Regions from separate parts of the Mus musculus genome. Here regions 2, 3 and 4 are each linked to region 1. The links are chromatin contacts, called in public Hi-C and HiChIP or PLAC-seq maps. All regions are on one chromosome and are shown on one strand. The core of a region is the stretch at or near the end of the contact, and the rest is flanking DNA. Distances in the headings are between cores, read along the strand shown.

Region 1 (2,800 bases), core at 126-2,625:
TTCGAATCCAAAGCAGTTTGGGGGGAGGGGAGGAGAACCCTATTATCTTGTTAATAAGATGTTGCTTAAACATTGTTTAAGGGATACATTGTTTTTCTTGGACCTGGACAACCAATCTCATTCCTCACAGCCTTGAGTTTTTGTGGTGCAGAGGGATACAGCAGACTAGCTATATTTTCTCCAGCATAGCCATGTATGGTTTTTGTTGTTTAATTTAATGGACTTTGGAAGGAAGTGCAGTCAAGGCTAATAAATAGCAAGCATGCAAGTGTGCATTTGGTTGGGAAAAGACACTGACCTGCGAATACCCTCCCTAATTAAAATTAGGTAAGCCCTTCACTGCCACAACACTCAAACTGCAAAGGCCTCAAAAGATACGAATATAATAGCAAGTTCATGGAAAAAGATCAGAGCTCTCTACTGTGTGTAGGAAGTTAACTCTTAAGAGAAAATGGTACTACAGACATCGCAGTAGCCAAACTGCACAGTTGATTTTGAACTGTGCCTCAGCTGGCACCAGGCAAAGTCCCACAGAAGCCGATCAGAGATTAGAGACGTCTCAGAGCATAAACTATGCTTATCTCTGTCGCCCACTCTCTTGAGGTTCAGAGCTGGACAAGCACGCAGATTTCAGCACCGGGCACTGGGTCAAAGGTCAAAGTTTCCTGGCCCAGGCCTGGGCGGAGTCCCAGCAACTCCACAAACTCCCACTAGGTGACTTTCCAAACTGTTACAAAAGTGAAGGCCAACGAAGGAAACTTGTGGGAGAGGCAGGACACTTGGAAAGAAAAGTGCCCAGACCAACACCCAAAGAACTGTAAAGAAAAAAAGAAAGAAAGAACAAAGAAAAAACTTATCAGGAAAACTAAAAGAAACCGCAGCCCAGGTCTTGGCGAGCGGATTCCTGTCAGATCCAGGCAGTGAGCAAACACTCTGCAACTTTGCACGCACAACTGTGCACAGTTCAGCTCCAGTGTGCACGCGTGCACCAGCGCGCTCCACCGAGCCTTCCCCGGCCCGGCAGTTAGTTGAGAAGCATGCACGTAAGGATCGGGCCGAAGGCTGTAGTTCTGGGACACTGAAGCATGCTGCACCTTCTCGGACTTCATCAAACTATTTCCACCACACCCGGGGCGCGAGGCCCGCTCACCTGCGCGATGCCGGCGCCCATCAGCCCGCCGCCGATGACGGTCACATGCTTGATCAGGATCTTCTTGGCGGCCGCCGACGCAGAGGAAGAGGAGGACATGGAGCGCAAGAATTGCCTGGTCACGAACGCCATAGCTCAGTGCAGCAGCCGAGGAGGAGCAGTGGGGACAGCGCGAGAGGTCCCGGAGCGTCGTGGGCGGGGTCGGCGACGTTGGGGGCGGGGCCTCGAACACGCCCCACCCACCCGCCTCCTGCACAAGCTGCAGGTCCACCCCGCCCCCCCCCCCAGAGGGCGGTGCCAGGACTCAGGCCAGCATGGACTCCGGCAAAGCAGGGACCCACCAAGAGACAACCTGTAGTTGCCTTCACAATCTGGTGGGCTGGAGTTGTGATCGTGAGAATTGTGTTTAGAATGAGGACGGTAACCCCGGATAGAGAACACAGGAAGGGAAAGCCTGGCTATTGGCCAACTTTCTGCCTAGTACTGTGCTAGTGATAACAGAATTACTGCTGGTTTTACTTCTAAGCGTTCATCTGGTGCCCCCAAACTCACCGTCCAGAGGAAAGCCATCCGCCTTTCACCCCACTGGAAGAAATGATAGTTAATCCTGTGTGCAATGAAGCTCCCTGCAAAAGTCTCATCTGTGTCTCACATTCTGCAGAATAAAACTAACTTCCTGTCTGAATGTTAGAGCTCGAGTCCAAGTTCTCTCGGGCTGTTTCTAGTTACCCACCTCTGTATCTAACTTAGGTTACATCGAACTTAAGCAATGTGTTGCCTAGCAGACCACTTGCTCCCATCCGTCCCAAACTAAAACAGTTAAAACAACAACAACAATAACAACAACAACAAAAACAAACAAACAAACACCGGCATAAAACCCTAGGAAAAGAATTACTTGTTCCACTGTAACCTGCCTGCCCAGGGTCTTCAGCAATGTTCTGTAAGCCGATGGCTTTATGACCTTCTTGCTCTGTAGCTATAAAAAGTTTATGTAACTCTGTCAGCAGTGAACCTTGTCCTTCAGAATTGTTTCCATGCCTGTTCCCTGCCTCGGGCTCTTGCATGTGGCTGGGAAGAGACTCTCCTGCACTCCCTTTGAAGCAGGGGCTATGTTTTGCATTGACCCTTTGAATCTTATTTTTATATTTAATTCTTCAAAATAAGCAAAGCCTACTGAGTGCTACATTCCAGCCAAGTCACAAAAATAAAATAAAATAAAAGATACTAGGAACGGAGGTAGAAGGCTACCCACAGAAACCCAACAGCTTGAAGAATGAACACGTTTATGAAGGAAGGAAGGAATGTGTACAGCAGTCTGAGGAAAGATGCAAGACAGAGAGGAGAGGCCCCTATGGCTGAGTTGCCACTGAGAGAGGACAGCACATTTCCAGGAGGCTTGATGAGAGGGTTGCAACTCTTAGTTGTCATTTGGAAAGATGAAGTATAATCCAAGTTTGGTGCTGTGATACTATAATTTTCTCTTTCTTTCTTTCTTCCTCCCTTTCTCTCTTTCTCTCTTTCTTTCTTCCTCCCTCCCTCCCTCCCTCCCTCCCTCCCTCCCTCCCTTCCTTCCTTCCTTCCTTCCTTCCTTCCTTCCTTCCTTCCTTCTTTTCTTTCTTCATCCTTTCTTGTTTCTTTCTTCTCACC
Region 2 (2,800 bases), core at 152-2,651, 480 kb before region 1:
ACCTCTAAGAGATATGCATGAGGCGAAAGAGAAGGCTGGGCAGATTCCATGACAGACTTCAAATTGACAGTCAAGGAGACTAGGCCTAAAACCTGGGTAAGTCCAGGCATGCCTAGGGAAGTCAATTACTAATAGAAAAAAACCCAGGCTCCAGCCTTCATGCCCAGGTCATGGAATGTCCCAGCCGCCCGGCCTGAAGCAAGGACCATGGGTCAGCAGTAGTTTCCAGACTTCCTGAGCTACTTTTTCAGTAACAGTTCCCAGACCTTCCCAGCAGGTTTCCAGCCCCCACACCTCAGTAATGGGATGTCCCTAGAGACGGACCCAACAGATTTAACACAGAGGTCACCTACCCCAGAATTCCCTGATGTGCTTTAAATCAGGCCTGCAAGCTCACTTGGGCGTCTCTCTTTCTTGGTAATGGGGAGATCCCAGCATGCTGGACTTCTGCAGAATAAAACCCTCCTTGTTTACATACTATCTGAGTTCAGAATGCTATTCTTCAGCAAATCGTGGATCCTTACACTAAAACTGCTTTGTAGGTCTGAGGTGGTAGATTTTTGGCAGTATAGTCCCAGAATATTCCATACTACAGGCTGGCCTATGACAACTTTCACAAGCACCTCTTCTTTAAAAAAATGAAACGAAAACTGTCCGTCCACATTGGAATAATGACCATTCAACCTGCACCTTACAGCACACTTTCTGTTCAAAAGTTCCACCTTTCCCTTTTGATTTCTAAAGAGATACGAACAGGTACTAAACTTGGTGGGATCTGTGGGCCCTTTATTTTGTGCCTGCTGGAATGCCAGCCCTGGGGGGAAGTGGGGGGACGGGACGGGACACGGAAACAGCCCAGCAGAGTGGGTTCCACTGACACACCACACTCTGTTCTCTCCTAGCTTTTACGGCTCCTCTTTGGAGCTGGAGGGAGTTAAGATCTGCTTTGGCCTTCAACAGATGAGTACATCTTCCAATGATGTCCACCTCCAAGTCCAGTTCATGAAATTAGTAAGGATGTCCCCATCTCAACAGATGGCTAATTGTGAAGCCAGGGCTTTTGCTCGTGTGTGTAAATGAGCCTGGCTATCAGCCTGAAAGCTGTTCATTTTAGTATTTTTTTTTATTTTTACAAAAACAATCAAAACTCTAAAGTGTCTCCTGTCTGGATGGATATTACCATCCCCACCATCCAGGTGACGGGGGTTTGACACACTAAGAACCTCTCCTTGGTGGCTGCCTCTGACACATAGCCAATTGGCAGACATTGCTCCCGGGTCCCCCTCAGCGGTTTGCTCTTCTAAAACCGGAAGAAAGCACACAGGAGTCCCCCTTTGCATGCCCCAGTGACCTATGTGAGTGAATGCTGTTTTATTTCCTGTTTCTGTTAGACTATATGTGGCACTTTCCCCACTGTTTCCTCAGTCCCAATCACCCACATGTCTCAGAAGAGTGCCGGAACCCGGGTGATTACACTCTGTGGATATCGGAGCCAGTGGGCGTTGGTTTGTCAGGCGCAGGCATATTAGCAGATAACAGAGAACTGCTTAGGCACACACACTTAATTGGTTACTTTTAGTCACACACATACCTAGTTTAATGAGAATCACTCTTCAGTTGATATGAGCTAGTTTACTGACTTCTAATTCTTAGCCTTTGCTCTGTAAAAGCCAGTCTTCTTTCTGCTTTGTATGTATGGCCTTCCCCACGCCTTTCCTTCTGCCCCTAGCACCCCAGGTTCCTGCATTCCAGGCTGCCTCTGTCTCACTAGTAGCAGAGGATGGCCTTGAACTCTCTACCCTTCTGCTTCCCCCTCTCAAGTGCTGAGATTACAGCTGTGCACCACCTGGCTGAGTGCAGACTCATTCATACTTTAAGGCGGGACTTCCTAGAACTATCTTCCTATATAGTTTTCACCTAGCCATCTTCCCCGTTCTCAGGGATTTGCTAAGCACATATCATATTCGTCAATCTGATGCCAGACATTTATTCATATTTCATTAACTTTAAAATTATAATGATCCCCCATTGAGGCAGCTCACAGTTAACTGTCAGCTAGATGCTGCCCTGGGGTTGGTTGTTTTACCGGTTGGCATAATGAGGCTCTTCGAATTTCTGTCCACTGACCTCTTATGGACCATTGGAGGAAGGCCTGCAAACGATCATTGTCTGGTATCTAGTATTCTGTTGGGGGAGTGACGTCTTAGTGCTGATGTCCATGGCTTGAGAGGAAATCCCACGGCTAAAACAAGAGCTCTTTGCAGACACACTGTCCCCTCAGCACTCTGGAGGCACGGGCAGTGATGATGTACTTAACTCAGAATTGGACTCTGGGTGTCAAGTTTAGGAAATTGAACCTATTTCTTCAGATGATGTTTTCCTTTGTGTGGATGTGTAAGAGGAGTGTGCCAAATGGCTGTGGGAAAATATGTTGCTTGAACCAACCAGGGAAATGTCTAACAAAACCCCGCGCTTTGATTTTATTAAGCATCGGGTCATCCTTAGGGGCTCCCTGCCCCTTACTTTTTCTTTTAAGATTTACTTTGTTTTTCAAAGATTTTGTATGTGTGAATGTTTGTCTATCTGTGTGCCTGGTGTGTCCCTGAAGGAGGAGACCATGAAGGCACTGGATACCTTAGAACTAGAGTTCCTGCTGCTTGCGAGCAGCCATGTAAATGCTGGAAATGAAACCCAGTCCTTTGCAAGAGCAGCAAGTGCTTTTAACTGCACAGTCCTTTGCAAGAGCAGCAAGTGCTTTTAACTGCAGAACTGTCTGTCTTTCTAGCTCCTCCCTCCACTG
Region 3 (2,800 bases), core at 192-2,691, 400 kb before region 1:
GAATATCTTGGAGTGCACCCTCATAGGCCTTGTGTCCTGGACAGACACATGATGTCTTTAGAGCAATGGACATCAGATACAGTGCAGCTCTCAGAATCGTCTTTAACTTTATATAGCCAAATGAGAGATTTATCAAGTTTGAGCAATAATGTAAAACAGCACCTCAAAAAGTTATCTTGCCGACGTGACTTACGTCCCTGAAGAATTTTATTAGAATGTCTGTTGTGTCTGGCCAGTAGATCACAACATGGGTTCTAGCCTGGAAAGGCATTTTGGAAACCTGGAAGAGAAGAGGGGCTGGGCTGCGCTAGTTAAGGAAGGAACCAAGACAAAGCTCTCTGCTCAAGGTTCAATTTTTACTATTTTGGCACTCAGTTATAAAGGAAGGGGGAGGGGCCCAATTCCCGCCAAATAATCTTGGAGTCCAGTAGCAGGGTGATCACGTGATGGCTTCGGAACAGCAAAGTGGCAGGTTCCAGCAGTAAGCGTGGCAGAACGATTGAGCGGGAAACTCCACCCCTGAGCAAGCAGGCTGAGGGAGGGGAGACTACAAATGTCCCCACTCAATTACTTAGGGATATGTGTTGTTGTATTTGGTGACAAATTGGGTTAAGTTGGTTTGATTCTTTTCTAGGACCACTGCCTGTTCCTTCGCATGATGTGAAAAAATGGGATCTGTGATTTCCAAAGCAAATCTGTACTTGGCTTTCTTATTGTCCTTGACATGTGTGAGGGCACTGTTAGGCAGCTGACAATACTTGTTCATGGGATCTGGGTCGTTGGAGTCTTCCCTCTCAATCCACACTCCCTTCTCTTGAAATTACTATCTGTATCTAGCCATTACCCAGTAGGGCTGGCATCTGGCCAAAATGTGAAGTCCCCCAGGCTCAGTACAAGACTCTGAGGTACTCATTACCATCCCTTTCCCAACACCCCAAGCTACACCATTCCCACATACTAAAGCTTGTAAATGGGGCACGGAAGCCAAGGAGGGCATTGTCCTCAGCTCGCCCGCCCGCCCGTTCTCTTCAGCCACAACTGTGGCCAGTGCACAGCCCGCAGGAAGGAGAAGGTGGAGCATCTGTAACCTGAGAAGAAAGTGGGGACCACCCTGGGTTTTGTGGCACAGAGATAGCAGTACAGAGGTAGGTGGCTGCAGAAGGTGCTCGAAGCTCAGCCTGGCCCACGACTGAAGACTGAGGTATACAAGGTATGAGCCGTACAGACAGGTATGTTGTCATCCACGCGGTGTAGAGGGTCTGGAACGCAGCTCCGAAGGCTCTACTGAAACATTATCCATAAGCACGTTAGCCACTTTGGAAAGTAACATTGAAAACTGAGACCAGCCCGGCTCTGATGAAACCCGTGTCTTCCGGATACTCTGGAAGGATGCTCAAATTACAAGTGATACAGAAGCCCCGTGAGGAAGTGAAAGGGGGCCCCCATGGCATGTTCTGTGCTTCTTCCCTATTCTGTTTCCTGGTCAGAATCCTCATGACTGTGACACACAGTCACACAGCCTTCCCATTCTGATTCCCATTCTGATAAAGAAAATCACGCTGTATCTTACTAACCCAGACTCCGTCCCAAGTCCTTCCCAAACTCTTGACCACAGGGGAAAGGTCAGGGCTGGAAGACAGCGACTACATCTCATGGGGTTATATGCTGCAGCATCCACTCTGGAAACAACTGCCAGTGGTTGCCCAGAAGAAGGCACGCCAATCTGCAGACTGCACTGTAAACACAGCCTTCGTGATCCTGAGGATGGGACACAATGGGGGGCAATGACACACCCCTTCATTACAGGTAAGATTTTCATCCTGCTTCCACCCCCGCACCCCCTCTACTGAATTGGGGTAGTTTACAACTTGAGGCCTAGTCTACTTTATTCCTACTTGGTTGGTTTTCCTCTTAACCAATAGTATCATCATCGATAATAATCATGGTAGCACTTACATGTGCCCATATTATTGCTTGTTTAAAGTGTTATTAGAGATTGCGTATGACCTCGCTGGTTATATGATGATTTTATAGAGAGTTAAGGGCACTATTAAAGATTATCTATCAATTACATCTGAAGACTGGAATTTTCTCGCTGTCGGCATACAAGAGACATTGATGGCTAGCACGGATTCAAGTGCCAGTTAGAATTTGATTTTCAAAGAATAATTTTGGACCTGAAGAGATGTTTCAGTGGTTAAAAGCAGGACCCAGGTTCAATTCCCAGTACCTACATGAAAACTCACAACTGTCTATAATTCCTGTTCCAGGGAAATCCAACCTCATAAAGACATACATGTAGGCAAAACACCAACGCACATAAAATAAAAATTAATTAGTTAGTTTTTTAAAAAGAAATAATTCCCCCCAAATATTAAAATTTTGTTCAATGAACGGCCTTTTGTGCTGATCAGGAGAAAGGATAGGGAAAGCTAATACCGCTGAGACTTATTAAGTGAAAATCAGGTTTTCATGGATAATACGCATTGATCTTAATAAAGCTCCCAGTATAGGAGGAGTTGGGTAATTCTGCTGCCCAAGATCACAGAGATACTCTCTGGCAGATCCAGAAGTTAAATGCAGCTCTGTGTGGTTAAACATATTTTAGTAAAAGGCCTGAATTTTTTATGTGAAATGCAAGACATCAAGAATTCCCTAACCATAAGTATTCAGCATTTTAAATTATTTGACAAAATCAAATACAGTTGTCCCTCAGTTTCCACGGGGGATTGGTTCCAGGACCCCCTGCAGTTACCACACTCTGTGAATGGATGCTCACGTCCTTTAACTGTACTGTGTG
Region 4 (2,800 bases), core at 100-2,599, 320 kb after region 1:
GAGCGAGTATCAGTCCTTTTGGGTGTTTAGTGCTGGTTTTAGAGACAGAGGTTTGGATTAGAATGTGGTAGAAACTGGCTGTGTCTGCATTTAAAATAAAAAAAAAAAAATATGTGTATGGGTGTTTTGTCTGCAACTCTGTCTGTGCACCATGTGTGTGCCTCGTGCCTGCAGAGACCAGAAGGCGGCATCGGATCCCCTGAAACTGCAGCTACAGATGGCTGTGACCCGCCATGTGGATGCTGCGGATTGAATCCAGATCCTGTGGAAGAGCAGCCAGGGCTCTGAGCCGCCGAGCCGGCTCTCCAGCCCTGTGTCTGCACTTTTAAGGTTCACTTTGTACTTCTGTTAAGTAGTTGCCTCGGCTCTACACAGACTTTGTAGGGCTCGCCTCCACGGAGCAGGTGCTTGGTGCTCCCCTGGAGTGCTCCCCAGTGCTCAGGAGCAGGTGCTTGGTGCTCCCCTGGAGTGCTCCCCAGTGCTCAGGAGCAGGTGCTTGGTGCTCCCCTGGAGTGCTCCCCAGTGCTCAGGAGCAGGTGTTTGGTGCTCCCCTGGAGTGCTCCCCCTTGCTCATGGTGTTTGTATTCATTCCAGAAGCATTTGCTTCATCTTTTCAGAAGAAAACGGAAGCAAACTCTTTTTTGTTTTTAAAGATTTATTTATTATTATACATAAGGACACTGTCGCTGACTTCATACGCACCAGCAGAGGGCGTCAGATCTCATTACAGACGGTTGTGAGCCACCACGTGGTTGCTGGGATTTGAACTCAGGACCTTTAGAAGAGTAGTCAGTGCTCTTACCCACCGAGCCATCTCTCCAGCAGAAGCAAACTCTTGATCTTATATTTAGCATTGGTTCTCCTCCAGAAGAAATGTATATATACCACATTGTAAGGCTAAAATCCATTTAAAATATCGTTAGATATGAACCTGCAAAGGGAAGAATTTTGTTGAATGCATGTGATGAAAAATTACTTCGGTCGAAAAATAAAAATATTTTCCGGCGGCTTGATTTTGAAAACATAACTATCGCCTCCATGTTGACATTTGAAGGCACATATGACTAAACTCGCGTATGTATGTATGAAGCACAGTGCTTGCGACTGAATTCCTTTCTGAGATCGTTTGGAGTCACTGGTGTTATCTCTGCCTCTCCCTAGTCACCTTGGAGACACGCAGCTTTCTCCACAGATCATTTGTGTGTCTGTGGGCTGATGTGGTCTGGTCGAAGGAGCCTTTTAGTTGTAGCAACACTGGCTCCTTTGCAAGATCTTGCTGTGCTCAGGCAAGCAGAGTCAGGTGACCCTCCGTTGTGTTTCTGAAGAGACAGGGCTTGCCCCTATTTGAGGAAAGAGTACTACTCCAACAGCTTCAGCCATGGGCTTGGAACATCGCAGTGGGCCGGCCCTACTGCCGTGAGTCATTGGTTTTTGGGAGCTGCATCTTGGCAGAGGAAACCAGCTAGAAATTAGAATACTTATTAGATACGCATTGTATCAGATGGAGTTGGAAGGACGCTTACTAAGTGCCTCTCTTCTGACCTCTCTAGATTGTTGACAGCTATCCACCAATAAATGTGGGAGAAGGGAGAGTTTCAGTAACCCCCCGCCCCAGGTGCCCTCCCCAACCCTTCCACCGTGTAATACAGCAAAGAAATGGCAAAACAAGCAACTGGAGAGTGGCTCTTCCCAGGGTGGGGCTGAGACTGGCTTTGTGGACACCCCACGGCATTTCTTCCCACACCGTATACTCTGATCTTCCAAGTGCCAAGAGCTCCAAGGCCATGGCAGAGGAGGGAGGCTCTCTGTACGCGCACTGTAAGAGGGCTTGAAGAAGTAGGTTTACAGCTGTTCATATCTCATCAAGAGAACTTTTCCAGGCCAAACGGAAGTGCTGACAAGCTTTTTTGTGAAGAACATTATCAGTGCGCTGAAAGATTTTACATAAACTAGAAACCCTTAGACTTATTAATGCTTAACAGAATTTATTTTTGAAAATAAATTATAACAAGGCATTTGGTAAAGTTTCATAGCTTAGTTTTTAATGGGGGAAATCTAAAGGATAATTTTGGAGTTGGAGTTCCAACTCTAACACCTATCAATTGATTTTTTTTTTTTTTTGGCCTTGGAGAAATGACTTTATTTCTGGCATCATTTTTAAATTAGTCATTAGAAATAGTACCTGCTTTGGAGGTTACTGTGAATTCTGTGAGCGAATGGACTGACGTGAGGAGCTAAAGCCAGACCCTAGCATGTACAGACACAGGGAGTATCGCCATCACCATCTCATTTATTACCGGTGTGCTAAGTGCGCTGGAAGGCGTACAGTGTGCATTTGCTAATGTCTCCAGCCTTAGAGCCCTCATTTGTAGAGGGGCAGACAGTGATGGCTTCTCACGCCTTGATAGGCAGGTCTCAGGACAAATGAACAAGTCTATGGGAAGCCTTTAGGGCAGTATGTATCCCTGTAAAGGCTAGCGTCTCAGTTCAGACACCATGCCACCTCGTTCTCACAACAGCCCTAGAGAGCGTGTGTCTGATCTTTTTTAAGTGGTTGGGGAATAGAGGCACCGTGTGGTGAGGAAGCCCGCTCCAGGCTGTGGATTTAGAATTGGGGCACAGATCGCAGATTCTTAGGTAAAGAATGTTCATATCTTCTTTTCTTCTGTCACTACAGTAGCAGTAAGAACATAGGAATAACTGACGTATAGTGTCCTGCTACCTTCCATCTCCTTTTGGTTTGAAAATGTGTCCCTTATATTTCGTGACGAGTTTTCTGACTTCTGTGTCCTTTCTGTGA

What was found. A called contact is a pair of places that touch in the nucleus more often than the background predicts. HiChIP or PLAC-seq counts read pairs in DNA pulled down with a chosen protein or histone mark.
Region 2: a contact with region 1 is called in an H3K4me3 HiChIP or PLAC-seq map of pro-B cells, with 7 times the contacts expected there. The contact joins the enhancer-like site here to the promoter of Hadh in region 1. A contact is called at or near these places in 3 of 39 promoter capture datasets (hippocampal neurons, pre-B cells and second pharyngeal arch cranial neural crest) and 10 of 115 datasets of contacts at active chromatin or transcription factors (the SCID.adh cell line, bone marrow-derived macrophages, embryonic basal ganglia and 7 more).
Region 3: a contact with region 1 is called in an H3K4me3 HiChIP or PLAC-seq map of bone marrow-derived macrophages, with 2.5 times the contacts expected there. The contact joins the enhancer-like site here to the promoter of Hadh in region 1. A contact is called at or near these places in 2 of 39 promoter capture datasets (the SN4741 cell line and pre-B cells) and 7 of 115 datasets of contacts at active chromatin or transcription factors (the 230-238 cell line, bone marrow-derived macrophages, embryonic hindbrain and 4 more).
Region 4: a contact with region 1 is called in a Hi-C map of muscle stem cells, with 2.1 times the contacts expected there. The contact joins the enhancer-like site here to the promoter of Hadh in region 1. A contact is called at or near these places in 1 of 484 Hi-C or Micro-C datasets (muscle stem cells) and 4 of 115 datasets of contacts at active chromatin or transcription factors (the 230-238 cell line, bone marrow-derived macrophages and embryonic stem cells).

The regions. Positions count from the first base shown.
Region 1 is chr3:131,270,726-131,273,525 of GRCm38.p6, forward strand. It overlaps Hadh (hydroxyacyl-Coenzyme A dehydrogenase), which reads right to left and starts at 1,376. Exons shown (of 8, transcript NM_008212.4): 1 at 1,151-1,376. The coding sequence starts at 1,282.
Region 2 is chr3:130,795,315-130,798,114 of GRCm38.p6, forward strand. All of the region lies in intron 2 of Gm36443 (a long non-coding RNA gene), which reads right to left. Among named protein-coding and RNA genes, the nearest start is that of Gm36443, 7.2 kb to the right of the region's middle. Within about 2 kb of position 1,402, at least 57 of the 459 cell types and tissues checked have an H3K27ac peak or open chromatin away from gene starts, as enhancers often do. A contact at or near this core is called in bone marrow-derived macrophages, pro-B cells and regulatory T cells, where this site is marked.
Region 3 is chr3:130,872,515-130,875,314 of GRCm38.p6, forward strand. No RefSeq gene overlaps it. Among named protein-coding and RNA genes, the nearest start is that of Gm36520, 22 kb to the left of the region's middle. Within about 2 kb of position 1,442, at least 25 of the 459 cell types and tissues checked have an H3K27ac peak or open chromatin away from gene starts, as enhancers often do. A contact at or near this core is called in bone marrow-derived macrophages, where this site is marked.
Region 4 is chr3:131,594,337-131,597,136 of GRCm38.p6, forward strand. All of the region lies in intron 5 of Papss1 (3'-phosphoadenosine 5'-phosphosulfate synthase 1), which reads left to right. Among named protein-coding and RNA genes, the nearest start is that of Gm36917, 8.2 kb to the left of the region's middle. Within about 2 kb of position 1,350, at least 22 of the 459 cell types and tissues checked have an H3K27ac peak or open chromatin away from gene starts, as enhancers often do. A contact at or near this core is called in muscle stem cells, where this site is marked.